2 separate regions of the Salmo salar genome follow, and region 2 is linked to region 1. A link is a contact called in public Hi-C data. All regions are on one chromosome and are shown on one strand. Each heading gives the region's core, a stretch centred on a gene start, on an enhancer-like site or on the middle of the called end of the contact. The rest is flanking DNA. Distances are from core to core; before and after follow the strand shown.

Evidence for each region. A called contact is a pair of places that touch in the nucleus more often than the background predicts.
Region 2: a Hi-C map of muscle shows a contact between it and region 1, with 3 times the contacts expected there. The contact joins the promoter of aqp3a here to the enhancer-like site in region 1.

Annotation. Positions count from the first base shown.
Region 1 is chrssa24:35,434,344-35,437,043 of Ssal_v3.1, forward strand. It overlaps LOC106585797, which reads left to right. Exons shown (of 5, transcript XM_014172433.2): 3 at 1,156-1,281; 4 at 1,624-1,714. Among protein-coding and RNA genes, the nearest start is that of LOC106585797, 11 kb to the left of the region's middle. Within about 2 kb of position 1,403, at least 1 of the 13 cell types and tissues checked has an H3K27ac peak or open chromatin away from gene starts, as enhancers often do. A contact at or near this core is called in muscle, where this site is marked.
Region 2 is chrssa24:35,509,053-35,511,752 of Ssal_v3.1, forward strand. aqp3a (aquaporin 3a) reads right to left here and starts at 1,307. Exons shown (of 6, transcript XM_014172437.2): 1 at 1,020-1,307. The coding sequence starts at 1,127.

The DNA.
Region 1 (2,700 bases), core at 153-2,652:
GTGTAAATACTGCCCCCTAGCCCTAACAGGTTTATGGATGATCTCCGCCTGTGTGGTTCCCACCGTGAAGCATGGAAGAGGTGGTGTGATGGTGTGGGTGTGCTTTGCTGGTGACACTATCAGAGATTTAATTGGAGTTTAAGGCACACTGAACCAGCATGGCTACCACAGCATTCTGCAGCGATACTGCATCCCATCTGTTTGCTCTTAATGGGACTATAATTTGTTTTTCAACAGGACAATGACCCAACAAACCTCCACGCTGTGTAAGGGCTATTTGACCAAGAAGAAGAGTGATGTTGTGCTGCATCAGAGACCTGGCCTCCACAATCAACCAACCTCAACCCAATTGAGATAGTTTGGAATGAGTTGGACCTCAGAGTGAAGGAAAAGCAGCCAACAAGTGCTCAGCGTATGTGGGAATTCCTTCAAGACTGTTTGAAAAGCATTCCAGGTGAAGCTGGTTGAGAGAATGCCAAGACTGTGCAAAGCTGTCATCAAGGAAGAATCTCAAATATAAAATATATTTTTATTTGTTTAACACTTTTTTGGTTACTACATGATTCCATATGTGTTATTTCATAGTTGTGATGTCTTCACTTTTATTCTTCAATGTAGAAAATGGTACAAATAAAGAAAGCCCCTTGAATGAGTAGGTGTGCCCAAACTTTTGACTGGTACTGTACATTGTAACAAAGTCCATTTTTTTGTATCTGCTTTGAGAATACCTTGGTTTGGTCAGTGTCTTAGGCTTAACAGTGGGTGATCCAAATGGCATCTCAGCGTGGTCACATACCACTAGTTCCATCAGGGATTGTATTTCCACTGTCCTTGCTGGCTAAATCTCATTCAGCTAAGTTCCCTCCAATCAATAGGGTCCTAATATGGGCTGGTTGCCAGCAAGTCCAAAACTCTTCACTTGGGGCTCCTCCCTACGCCAGTCCTATGGGGCACTAGTCTAGACCTATGTGTAAGTCTTTTGATTCAATTCAATCTGATGGTCCTCAGTTAAGTATTTTGGTCTGGCTTTGGTGAGATGACATACTAATTGATGAACAGATGAATAAAACAAAGGGGCTATGGCTTTGAGATAATAACTAGGGTATTACTCCTGTGTTATTACACTCACATGCCGATGTGATGTACCCCCTCCAGTTCCAGGGGATGATGTTGTTGCCCCTAACACCACTGGAATGGACAGTGGGACAGAGCACTCTCATCTGGTTGAAAGCACCATGGGCCCTGAGGGCCCCTCAATGACATTCTTCAACGCTGAGTATGGTGAGTTGGGAAACCTATTGCCAGAGGGGTGTGGAAGAAAGACTATAACTGCCTTCAAAACAAACCCAGGGGCAAAACACATCTCTCTGCCCCGATGGGCTCTGGGGCCTTCTACTCTGTGCCTTATCTACCACATGGTGGTGTTAGAGGAGAAGGAAACTTACATAGGAATCTGTAGAGTGGGTGTATTGATGTCCAAGCCCACTCAGATAATTCCACTTTCTAAAGACCTTTTATATGACATTCAAGAGGTTTGCTGGAGTTTGAAAGTGGAAAGAGTTTGTTTACTCTGAACTGTCGATTATGGGAGTTTCTCCCTCTCTCTTTGTGTGTGTGTTACAGGGTTTGGCTGGAAAGTGGCCATGCTGGTGCTGAGCTCTCTGGCTCTGGTGCTGGGGACTGTCATGCTCTTACTCAACATCCACCACAACAGGTGGGTGCTTATAGTTCTCCTATTTCACACATGTACAAGTATCTATTAATACACGTGTGAATTGGATTTTTTTGGTTTTGCATATCCCACCCTCCCTGAGAGAAGTGAGGTTAAGTGCCTTGCTTAACCTCTCTGGGAAATGTGGGATGCTAGCGTCTCACCCGCGGGACACACTATTCAACAGCCAGTGAAATAGCAGGGCGGCAAATTCAAAACAACAAAAATCTCATAATTCAAATTTCTCAAACATACAACTATTATATCCCATTTTAAAGATACACTTCTCGTTAATCCCACCACATTGTCCGATTTCAAAAAGGCTTTACGGCGAAAGCATAACATTAGATTATGTTAGGACAGCGCCGAGACAAGAAAAACCACACAGCCATTTTCCAAGCAATGAGAGGCGTCACAAAAACCAGAAATACAGCTAAAATGAATCACTAACCTTTGATGATCTTCATCAGATGGCACTCATAGGACTTCATGTTACACAATACATGTATGTTTTGCTCGATGAAGTTAATATTTATATCCAAAAACCCCATTTTACATTGGCGTGTAATGTTCAGAAATGTTTTGCCTCCCAAAACCTCCGGTGAATGAGCACATCAATTTACTTAAATACTCATCATAAACATTGATAAAATATTCAGCTGTTATTCAAAGAATTATAGATACACTTCCCCTTAATGCAACCGCTGTGTCAGATTTCAAAAAAACTTTACAGCGAAAGCACACTTTGCAATAATCTGAGTACAGCGCTCAGACAACAACAACAAGCAATACAGATACCTGCCATTTTGGAGTCAACTAAAATCAGAAATAGCATTATAAATATTCACTTACCTTTGATGATCTTCATCAGAATGCACTCCCAGGAATCCCAGTTCCACAATAAATGTTTGTTTTGTTCGATAAAGTCCATCATTTATGTCCAAATACGTCCTTTTTTATCGCTCGTTTAGTCCACTACTCCAAATGCA
Region 2 (2,700 bases), core at 57-2,556, 75 kb after region 1:
GGAGCCAAGAAAATGTAACCTGCAATGTCATATTTCAAGGAGATACAGGTATGAATATGCTCAAACTAATATTTATTGTGGCAAAAAATCATGAAAGTAAAACATGCAGTCTACTCTTCCAAGGAAAGCTTAAGTGAGGATAACCTGACTATAGGTGTGGAAAATTGAGAATAACCTGACTATAGATGTGGAAAATTATTGAGAATAACCTGACTATAGATGAGGAAAATGAGTGAGGATAACCTGACTATAGATGTGGAAAATGATTGAGGATAACCTGACTATAGATGTGGAAAATGATTGAGGATAACCTGACTATAGATGTGGAAAATGATTGAGGATAACCTGACTATAGATGTGGAAAATGATTGAGAATAACCTGACTATAGATGTGGAAAATGAGTGAGGATAACCTGACTATAGATGTGGAAAATGAGTGAGAATAACCTGACTATAGATGTGGAAAATGAGTGAGCATAACCTGACTATAGATGTGGAAAATGAGTGAGGATAACCTGACTATAGATGTGGAAAATGAGTGAGAATAACCTGACTATAGATGTGGAAAATGAGTGAGGATAACCTGACTATAGATGTGGAAAATGAGTGAGGATAACCTGACTATAGATGTGGAAAATGAGTGAGGATAACCTGACTATAGATGTGGAAAATGAGTGAGGATAACCTGACTATAGATGTGGAAAATGAGTGAGGATAACCTGACTATAGATGTGGGAAATGAGTGAGGATAACCTGACTATAGATGAGGAAAATGAGTGAGGATAACCTGACTATAGATGTGGAAAATGAGTGAGGATAACCTGACTATAGATGTGGAAAATGATTGAGGATAACCTGACTATAGATGTGGAAAATGAGTGAGGATAACCTGACTATAGATGTGGAAAATGAGTGAGGATAACCTGACTATAGATGTGTAAAATGTTTGAGAATAACCTGACCATACATATCATGAATGAGAATGTGAGTAAGGTGGTGACAGATAGAGGGTCTCTTACCACCAGGATGAGGGTACCCAGACACTCTGCCAGAGCCTGGCGCAGCAGCAGGTTACGGATCTGGAAGTTCCGTGCCAGCTTGTCCAACCATATCTTCTGTTTTCCCATGGTTCAGTGATGCTCGGCAAGATAGGTCCTCCTGAGTGTGTGTGATGGCTGATGCCCTGGCCTCCTGTACTGTGTCTGGTGACAGTAGGTAGGTAGGGCCTCTTGAGTGTGTGTGATGGATGAGGCCCTGGCCTCCTTCTCTTATAGGACCTGGACTTCCTGTGGCTCCTGCCAAAGACAGCCTCCTCGAACACTCCCTTCTCTCCCCCTCCCACAATCTCTCTCCCTCCCTCCCTCAGTCTCTCTCCCTTGTAACTCCCAAATACTCTCTCTCTCCGTCTGCCTCTTCTGATTCGCACTCTCTCTCTTCTCCTTTCCGCCTGTCCATTTTCTCTGTTGTTCCTGCTTTGTCTGGTCTGAATAGAGGTGCGATTCACTCAAAACCAGTTATAGGGATAGACCTTACACATGCTTTATGAGCTTGCCATACTATCATCTGGTAATACATCAACAGATCTCAGAACTGTCTGACAGCCCTTTGCTTGACATGTGTCAGCCTGCCTCAGGGCCCTGCATGGTGTCTGTAATGAAGCTGGCAGTTTGTTGAGTGCACTCAGATCTACCGGACAGAACGTGAAAACCACTATACTGAAAATGTTTAAAGTATTTTAGTTATTTGTGGGAAGAAAGGGACGGCCATAGTTTACTGTATGTGAGTGTTAGGTTGGATATCTCTACTCATGCTAGTGTGATATATGTTTTGAATTGACGTAGACTACTTGTACTCTGTTATTTGTGCTTTGCTACTTCACAATGTACTGTATAGGGCTTCCTATTGTGTTGGAATATCAAATGCAATGTTGGATATAGCAGATAACAGAAAAACATCAAGGTACATCATATTTGTTCAAGAACTGATTGCATCTATAATATACTGTATAATCTATACTTTCACAGTTAAGTTGAATGCAATGTACTCTAGTACCTCAACAGGGGGGGGGGGTCACACTGCTTCTTGGTGTGAGAAGCATGCATTTTGAGCAGTTATAGAGATATTGACAGGCACCTCTATTCAGAGCAGACAAAGCAGGAACAGTACATGGTGATGACGTTTCAGGCAGAACAAAGAAACAGGATAAACTAAAAGGAGAAGAGAGAGTGTGAGAATCAGAAGACATCACTTCAGAAGAGGAAGAGCTAATTTCCTGCAATTCTAAACATATTTCCAGGTGGCAGAAAGAAAATTGTGGTTTTATAGCTAATCTTATGCAATTCTACACATTTTGTAATGAGGCTGAGACAGTTTTTTTCAACCATTCATTTCTTTCCCATAGGGGACTGTAGAAACACTTAAAGGGCTGTGTTTTGTGTAGGCTTTCCCTGGCGTGATGTTTTGATAACCATGTAAATCTCTCTCGGAAAAGGTGATTTTTATCAATATATTCGGCACTATTTACTCTCAGATTCAAAAATGGTTATTAGCAACAAAGTAGACATCATGGAAATCTACAAATCCCTGCAAGCTCCTGCACGTCATCTCTGACACCTTTGCTAACAGGTATTGTGTCAATTTAAAACGTGCACAAGACCGCTCACAGAATTGTCAATTTAAAGAAATGTAGCCAAATGATTC